Regions from separate parts of the Zea mays genome. Here all the other regions are linked to region 1. A link is a contact called in public Hi-C data. All regions are on one chromosome and are shown on one strand. The core of a region is the stretch at or near the end of the contact, and the rest is flanking DNA. Distances in the headings are between cores, read along the strand shown. Region 1 holds the start of LOC100283018 (seed maturation protein). Region 2 holds the start of LOC103639157 (blue-light photoreceptor PHR2). Region 3 holds the start of LOC103640318 (putative GTP diphosphokinase RSH1, chloroplastic).

Region 1 (3,111 bases), core at 237-2,736:
TAGAGATTGGTTTTCTGATTATGTTCAGTCTCATGCTGGTGAGGTTGTTATTGGAGATGGATTCACATGTGAGATTATTGGAATCGGCTCTATTTATATCCAAGTTCATGATGATAGTATTAAGAAATTTATCGATGTCTGTTTTGTTCCAAAATTGAAGAGAAATCTTATTTCTTTGAGACTTTAGAAGCAATGGGATTCAATTTTGCTGCTATTGATGGTGTTTTTAAGGTTTCTCGTGGCAATTGTATTATCTTGATGGGCAACCGTTTGAATAATCTATATTATTTGCAATGTTCAACAGTTGATGTTGAAGCTATTTATATTGCGTTCTAGAAGAGAGGTTATTTTGATGATACGAAGTCGTGCTCCAGTTCCAAGTCTAATGGTTCCTTAGACTTGGTTGATATTCAAATTTAGCATCCTAGAGGTGTTTGTGAAACAGTTCCATGGATTTAGAGTTAAGGGAAGATTTGTTAGAATATTACTAGAGGTACAAGATGTTCAGGAACTAATACGTTGCTCCACCGAATGTAGGGGTAGAAACGGAAACGGTAATTTTCGGATACTTGGAATCGTTTTTGAAGTTTTACCAAAATTTAGGTCTAAACAGAAACGGAAGCGGTTACCAAAAATACGGAAACAGAATCAATAGAAAAAATCGGAATCGGAAACAAAAATGGTTTAATTCTCTTCCGACCGTTTCCGGAAATTACCGTTTTTATTCGGTATTTTACCGTCGGTGATAAATTCGGTATTTTTTAGAAAAATATTAAATCTGAATTGATCTTTATAAACTCATAATAAATTCATCTTAGCTTAGAAAAATATGAAACTAATTTTATTATTTTCCTAAAATCAAGATCTATCTAATGGTATATAGTTTAGAATCGTTTGAATCTTTTATAAATCTTATTTATGTTTTCTTACATGTTTTTACTCTTGATACATATATTCATAATTTGCACGAGAACTTAAGAAAGACCAAGAGAACACTAATTATATTGACTGTGACAAGCAGTAAGAGTACAAATAGAATGTAAGTGTCATATCATTATACACATCTTGATTCTACTTTATTTTAATACATATTAATGATTTTATTATAGTAAGACTTATTACTTTATATATTTATTGTGACCTTCTATCTTATATATTATTACTAATTTTATATAAATGTATGACTTGCGTGAACTTTTAAAGTTGATTGAGGGTACAAGTTACAGTTTTTACCGATCGATTTTTAGATTCTAATCGTAACCGTTGTAATTTTCGTACCGAACTTTCGTTTCCGATATTTCTGAATTACCGATATCGTTTCTGTTTTCGGAATTACCGTTTCGATCTGAAAAAATATGAAAACTAAAATAATTTTAGTGTTTACCGATCTTTTCCATCGTTTTCAACACTAGCCGAAAGTACGGACCCGCTAATCATCCAACGGCCTAATTAATCATCACAATCCAGCTTAATTTACGGGAAAACACTGAGGAATGAATAAAGAATGGCGGCGCACTCGTGCTGACCTCGTTCGGCTTCGGTCCTACCGCCGCCGCGTCGTGGGAGGATAATCGAACTGCTTCCCTTCTCGTCTTCCCTAACCTTTCCGTCCTTCCCGGATTATTTCCATCACCAGAGCGTATCGCGTCGTCTCCTCTCTATCCGATTCCGCCCGCGGACCCAGGCTCCCGCATGGACGCTGCCGGCGGGGTGGAGGCCGCCGCCAACGGCGGGATCGAGGGCTCCGCCGACCCCTGCAGCTCAGGCGGTGCCGGCGGGTACAGGCGCTCCGTCCACCAGATCGCCGGCGGCGGGAAAGGTCTGCTGCTCTCCTGCCCGAACTCTCCGCTCCCCGGTTTGCGAATTGCGATAGGTTCTGCGCCCTGTTGTCATGTCCGTGCGATTAGCAGCGCGGATTGGTTAGTGACGTCGTTACGTCGATGCAGTTTTGGCCTTCTCGATCAGATAAGTGCCGTGCTTGTCCCAGCTGTAGTAGATTAGTACTGCAGGATTGGAAAACGGTGGCTCGCGAGGTTTTGATTTGTGCAACTACAACTACTACAAGCAAATGTTGTGTTCCGTGTAGTTCAAAACTTTGGAGTTTGGACTACATCATGTACGGAAGCTACGGTTCTGTGTGATGTGGACTTGTAGCCAGAGAGTATCGTGCTGTTTTAAATGAAATTATAGTTATTACTGTGAACCCAATAGGGCTTGAAATACTTGTGCTGGAATTTGACCTGATAATTGCTGCAACGAGCCCATTTCAAAGATAAGAGTCATGTAAGATAAGAATTGGTAGCATTTGAATTTGGGTCTAATTGGGCTGTAAAGTGCATGGTTGTTGTACTTAATCTCAGATGTTAGTCAATTTCTTTTATCACCCCGCCTAAACTAGTTGATCATCTTAGCTTCAAGTGGTTTGACAATTCATATTTTCTCTGCGCAAGGATTGCTTGCTTGTCATTATGGATGTTTCTAGAGTCTCGGCTGCTCATGTGGCGCTTGCTTGTCACTATGGATGTTTCTAGACTCTCGACTACTCATGTGGCGCCGGCCTATGATGCCAGGTTGCCTCTTGCATTGGCTAGTGCCTGGCTGCGTATGGCACTTTACGATGCATCTTTTGTGTGGAACCATGGTTTGGGGCTTTTCTCGACCAGCAGAGTTAAGGTTCTACTACCTACATGAAATGTCCTAGGGAAGCTTTTACTGGCTGGTCAATTGTAATTTAGAGATGGATAAACGGTGCTACTTTTATGCCCTATTAAAGTGCAGCTGAACATCTATCTGTCTTGTTCCTGCTAATGTTAATTGCCGTTTTCAGCTGCTGATATCATCTTATGGAGGCGAGCGCGTGTTACATTTGGTGTTATATTTGGTGCTACTCTGGCATGGTGGTTGTTTGAGAAGTCTGGACTATCATTATTAACTATCTGCTCTGATATACTTCTCATCTTGATAGTTCTGCAGTTCATAAGGGTTAAAATAGCTGGACTGCTAGATAGGTAAGCAACCCGGATCCTCCTTCCATTGTATCTCAAATTTGGATGAATTGCCTATATGTTATCATACTGGTTTAACTATTTGCAGGCAGCCTAGGCCACTACC
Region 2 (3,111 bases), core at 169-2,668, 430 kb before region 1:
TCCTCATGCACAAATTTTGCAGTTACAGATGTGCTGAAATCAGAAGCTAACTGGGCCTTAACTATGCCCTGTCAAAGACCCAACATACCCAAAGATATGCCTAAAGGAAGTAAGAAATGGAATATATAGCCAAATTGTAAATGAAAACAAAGCATGCCATAATTAGCAACATCCATCCATTTCTAGGTTCTAGCTGTACCTGTACAATTTACTTAGAAGTACTGAATGCCAGAAACCTTTACCACGTATAGACTATAAAGTGAACTCGGGCCTAAATGTCAAGATGCTGAACCTAGCTGAAGATCTAAAAGCATGCTACAGGAAAAGAAAGTGATCTATGTCTCGAAGCCGACTCACCTGTGCCATGGCTGGTGGCGCAGTGAGACCGAGCTCAGCAAGCGTGGGGATGTCGCCGGGCTCGAGCACATTCTTCATGGGCACGCACTTGACCTCCTCGGGCGCCTCCAGCACCTTTCTGACGTCCAGCCTCTTTACGGCCTCCCTGAAGCCGCCATAGTTGGACGGCATGTCGTCGAGGCGGAAGGGAAGGTCTTCCACGTGGTACAGCGTGCTACCCCAGAAGTACTTCACGTTGATACCCTCCTTCTCCACAGCCTTTTGCACCCTCTCCTCGGTGCGGACTTCGTCCCGTGATACCTCCCCGTGAGCGTACACGGCCTCCGCGCCCGCTGCCCGCGCGAGCTCGGGGATGACCACTTCGGGCCTGCCCACGCGCACCACCAGGTCCCCGCCGCGGGCGCGGAGGCTCCGGCGCAGGTCAGCGACTGAGTCAAGAAGGAAGTTGGCGCGGTATGGGCCCGTTCGGTCGAACCCCGAGGGGGACTTGCCGAAGTCCCGCGGGTCGAAGACGAAGACCGGGAGAAGGGAGGAGGACGCCCCCGCTGCGGCGTGGAACGGCTCGTGGTCGTGGAGGCGGAGGTCGGCGCGGAACCAGACCAGCGTGCGGCGGCGCCCGGAGGCGGCGGGTGCGCCCGAGGGGAAGGAGCGGGAGAGGCCCGGCGTTGAGGAGGGCAGCGGGGAGATGACGGAGTAGGTGGCGGAATTGAGGCGGGTGGGACGGCGGGGAAGGGGCTGCGCGGCGGAGGGGTGGAGGCAGACGGCGAGTGTAGAGATTTGAGTGGGGAGGTGGATGGTGGAGGGGACAGAGGCGAGTGTGGGGGTTGCCGGCGCGCGGATGGAGAGCGCGAACGAGAAGGAGGCGAACGGGAGAAGGCTGGGGTCGTCGCGCGGCTGGGCGCCGGCGTCAGAGTCGGAGGCGGTGGCCATGGTTGGTGGGATGGGCGTATGAATGGGTGGAGGTAGGGATTTGGTGGCGCGGAACAGCGGATGGGGAGTGACTAACTAGTGAGATGTCGGAGAGGTGCGGGTGGGTCGGAGCCTCGGAGGGGAAGCAAGGCGGTGGGAAAGGTGGTGGTCTGGGGTTTTACCAGAATCGGGATCGAACCTATTGTCACTACCATCGTTAACTGACTAATTTTTTTAGTGAAAAATAGCTAATTAACTATTAACTAACTACCAAGATAGCTAATAGTTCATAGCTACGGTGTTTGTATATTTCAACTAATTTTATCCACTAACTATTAGTTTTAGTGTATTCAAACAACCTCTAGCTTATTCGTTGTGGCTTGGTGCGATTTTAGTCTAGCCGTGTCTTCTACAATATTTTGTCCCTATAAATTACACATTCAATATCTTATCTCTATTATATAAACGATGTAGTCTATATACAAACACGGATAAATATATATAGCACGTTATTCTACCATCTTATTATGATCGTTGCCTCGAAACATCTTCTATAGACCCGTTGAATGGATCTGCTTCCAACACAACACATGAATGGATGCAAGTACGTAAACGCCCAAACCATTATATAATAAAGACTACGGACAGTTAAGAGCATCTCTAACAGAGCCTAAAAAATATAGGGTTTAGTCAAAAAAATGCTCCAACAATGTCTCAAGTGATCCAGATATACTACATAATTCGGTGTGCACTGTCCGTTTAGCGCGTCCACAGATCTTTATGGGACGTTTTTCCACGCCATAGCCACCAGAGCGAGAGTCTATTTCATGACATTACAAAAGAACTGGTTGACTAGGACGCACGCAAGCGGGTCTCCGTTCAACCATCAACTGCTTAAATCATTAGCACCAGTAATCTAGCCATATATATACTTTTAGGTAAAATATATTTTCGATCTTTAAACTTGTCATAATGTGTCATTCCGATCCATAATTTAAGCATGCCTTTTAAAATTTTATTCGCGATTTAAGTCTTAGGGGGTGTTTGGTTGCTTCTGCTAAAGTTTAGCTTGAGTCACATCAAGCGTTTGACTTTTAAATATGAGTATGAAATATAGACCCAACCAACTGAACTAGATTCGTCTCGTCTTTTAATCTTCGACTGACAAATTAGTTTTATAATCCGACTACATTTAATACCCGGAACGGAGGTTCAAACATTCGATGGGACATGGGCTAAATTTTAGCGGGGTGTAACCAAACACCCCCTTAGTTAGGTTCAGACAGACCCAGACAGACAGAGGTCTTCTTCCTCGAGTTGACACGATAAAGGGCATGCGCCGGAGGAGCTTGGCAGCGGTAACCACCCCACACGCCGTTGAGCCCGGAAATCTTGGCGCTGGTGCTCCGCGTGCCTAACTGAGACTCAAATAGCCAGAGGATGTAAATGGTCGGTAAAATTCGATAAATTTTCGGTACCGTTTACCAGATTTTTTCAACCGTTTTCAGATTTTTCAAGATATACGGAAAACGGGACGGAAACGAGATGTGTTATTGCGAAAACGGTACGGTAAACGGTGAGACATATTTACCGTCCGTTTTCGGAATACTCGGGAAAATCCGGTATTTTCCCGTATTTTCCCGATCCACAAAAAAAAGAGGCAAAAACTATACCCGTCAGGGTTTAGAGATTAGGGTTTTAGATGTCATAGAAGATATATCAAGTGATCCAGATGACATGCCACATGATTTCTAGTTTATGTATCGTGTGTTTAAGACTTATATACTAGGTGGTTAAAACTTTAGTGAACATGTATGATCATTTATGTGTGGTCATGACTATGTA
Region 3 (3,111 bases), core at 366-2,865, 280 kb before region 1:
GATCACTGAAACTGAAAGTGAATCTGTCCAGAGCTTGTTTACTTTGGAACCTAAAAACTGCATGCAATGGATGCAAAACAATTTCCTGGTTGTATTGTTCATTAATTTTAATTACAGAAAAGAAATTCCCTTTACTAGAGTAATTGTGATTCAAGTGGATAGAATACAGTTCTGCCACTGAAGATATTGCATTTCAGCTATTCAATCAGACGGTAGCAAAGGACAGCAGTGACCACCACAAGGAATAAGAAATGCTTTTTTCTTGCCTATAAAATTGAATAACTGACAATGAACTGCGCTATAAAGCTAAGCTTTCATGAAGCTGCATGCAATCACTGGAGTTCACGTTTCTAACTCAAGATATATTCTACCAGCATCGACACTGCTTACCAAAACCAAGAGAACATCATATCAGACCCTATATTACTATGAGTTATTCTCCAAATACATTTAACAGAACCTAATAATGGAAAATGCAAAGCTGATCATGCCAGCTAACCAAATAAATGCATAACTTATTTTTAAAGAAAAAATATGCATAGAATTGGATGGTAAAACAGCTTACCAAATAATCGCACGATGAAATAAAAATGCACGGAGAACACACTTTAAATTATTATACTGCATGACCTAGGCTAGAGGCTAGATGGATTGATTTGAAGTCTGATAAGTGATAATGCATTGTTTGCTACCAGAATGATACTACTGCTACTTCAACTCAGCTGGATTAAGTAAGCGAAACACCAAAAGCATATCGATATTATGGCTTGAATAACAGAAACAGCAAGAGAGCAGTGGCAACGCACCGAGTTGTTACTCCGACTTGACCGCCCGCGCCTCCTCCAGCTGCTTCCGGCCTCGGCGTGGCCGCACGAGGAGCACTGCGCGGTGCTGGCGAGCGCGCCCGTGAGCGCGCGCGGCGCGTTCCACGCGCACAAGAGTACGCTGCATTCGTAGGGCCTTCCACCCCCCTTCCACGAGGCGGACCTGCACGAGCTCACGCACTCTACTGCACGCGGGCACCACAAAAGCATCAGACCCTGATGAGGCGGCAATCAACAACCCTAGGCAGCGGAAGGAATCATAAAGCGGGGCAGAATTGTGAAGCCACAGCGGCGAAGGGAACGGTATCTGTTACCGGGCACGGTGGGCGGCGGGGTCTGCATGGCGCGGGGCGGCGCAATCTCATCGGCGGCGCTGAGGCCCTCGTGCGGTCGCCGCCGTCTCCAGTGGACGCGAATCGAGCGCGCAGCTGCAGGGAGCGGCGAGTCGCGTCGAGACCGGGAGAGAGGGCGGGCTTTGCCGAGGGGGGAGGGAGGAAGGAAGGAATGAAGGGAGGGGCGGGGAGGCGGAAGAACTCGAAGAAGGGATAACACGAGACGGAGGCCACACAAAGGCCGCGGCCGTGGTGAAATGGAACAGGAGGGGTGCGGTGCGGGTGCGTGACTGCCTGACCCTCCTGCCGTCTTCGCTGGATGCTCTGTGCTGGTCTCTGGACTCCGCAGCAGCTCGCCGTTGTATTTTCGTCTCGCCGTGCAATTTCTGTGATTTTTGTCTGGTTTCCTGGCCAGGATGGCGTTGGTCACTTGATTCTACTGCCGTGCTCCACTTGTATCGCAGCTGAGCTGCGCCGAAAGCCCGCAAGTCAAGGGCCTCTGCAGCACCGCGGCGCATGCCTTTACTTGTGAGCGTTATGCAATTTTATTCATAAATTTGGTCACGCAGATAAGGTAAGGTACTGTGGTTAGAAAATTAGATTTTAAAAATCTGGACAAAAATTATATCGGAATCCTAGATCTCATCCAAACATACTAGCATTATCAGATTTTAAATACAGATACAGGATCCAATAAATACATCAGATTTTGAATACAGATTTTTTTAAATCCGCCAGGATCCAAATGGGACCTAAAAGCAGGTTTTAAATCGCCATTTTTTTACAATATATTTCTCTACTACTATAAAACACCAGTTTTTTCGGGTTACATGTCGCCCCTTTTAGAAAAAAGTCTATAAACTTGCGGTCCAAACATCAACTTTAATGCACACGTCTATGAGTTTAACGGTTATATAAAAATAAAGTAAAATTATATATAAGTGGAGATTTAAACCTTAGTTGTTAGTTCCACATTCACATCTATCTAACCAACAAAACATATATTTTTTTTATTAAAATCAAGCATACAACATATAGAAAGCATAGCAATGTATGAGCAATTGACTAGTTTTTATTTAATATATTAGTTGTAATGATCGAGAGAATCTTTTTTTTTCTTTGGGGATGAGATGCATGCATGTCTTATTCAATTCCATCCTTTTTGTCCATTCCCCGCTTACTTTTTGAGCTAGGAGGAAAAAATTCCCATGATTACATGGCCATTTCATATACCGCAGCAATCACATGCGCGTGCTAGCATAGATTATTTTTTGGCTGTCGTCATCTAATGAAACACATAAAGAAAAGGCTATTGCGTTGAAAAGAGGATAAAGAAACTTAGTAATCTAAATAATGGGGAGGCTTAGCTGAACCATCCTGTCCGATTCTCCTTGTCTAGACTATAGATCCAGATACTTATTCAAATGTTAAATTTTATGTTTTCTTTTTTCATTATGATTAAGTAGGATATAAATCTACTATGTATTCTTGGTTTAGCATTGAGCTTGTTAAGATTCATAAAAAAGTAAATCCTAAAATTGTTATATATCTTCTCAAATGATGAATATAAAATTTAGATACAAATACAAATTCGGATGATTTTTCACATTTTTCATTGTAGGGAGCAAATAATGCAAAAAATATACAAAAAATATTCTTGTTTTTAAAAATATGCTCAACAACATAATTAGATATTAGCACTAAATTATATATACTAAAATAGTACATTTATCGTATAATTTGGATGTATAAGATCCCTGGCCTATATGGTGCAATCCGCGACATTTGGTTGTCATGCGGTAGCACATCAACACGTGGCCACGTCTGACATACGAATTGTAAGTACCACACCTTTTTTAAAATTTTATTTTATTTCCTTTTTCTCTTTTCCACGATCATATAAGTATATTACTATAATAAGTTACTACAAAATATTACTCCATTCGTTCTAAAAT

The links. A called contact is a pair of places that touch in the nucleus more often than the background predicts.
Region 2: a contact with region 1 is called in a Hi-C map of leaf, with 6 times the contacts expected there. The contact joins the promoter of LOC103639157 here to the promoter of LOC100283018 in region 1. A contact is called at or near these places in 2 of 25 Hi-C or Micro-C datasets (endosperm and leaf).
Region 3: a contact with region 1 is called in a Hi-C map of leaf mesophyll, with 2.8 times the contacts expected there. The contact joins the promoter of LOC103640318 here to the promoter of LOC100283018 in region 1. A contact is called at or near these places in 6 of 25 Hi-C or Micro-C datasets (bundle sheath, ear, leaf and 3 more).

The regions. Positions count from the first base shown.
Region 1 is chr9:136,744,918-136,748,028 of Zm-B73-REFERENCE-NAM-5.0, forward strand. LOC100283018 (seed maturation protein) reads left to right here and starts at 1,487. Exons shown (of 5, transcript NM_001155920.2): 1 at 1,487-1,819; 2 at 2,828-3,008; 3 at 3,094-3,111. The coding sequence starts at 1,693.
Region 2 is chr9:136,315,815-136,318,925 of Zm-B73-REFERENCE-NAM-5.0, forward strand. LOC103639157 (blue-light photoreceptor PHR2) reads right to left here and starts at 1,419. Exons shown (of 4, transcript XM_020544234.3): 1 at 358-1,419. The coding sequence starts at 1,287.
Region 3 is chr9:136,469,522-136,472,632 of Zm-B73-REFERENCE-NAM-5.0, forward strand. LOC103640318 (putative GTP diphosphokinase RSH1, chloroplastic) reads right to left here and starts at 1,616. Exons shown (of 24, transcript XM_020543940.3): 1 at 1,139-1,616; 2 at 807-1,009. The coding sequence starts at 1,166.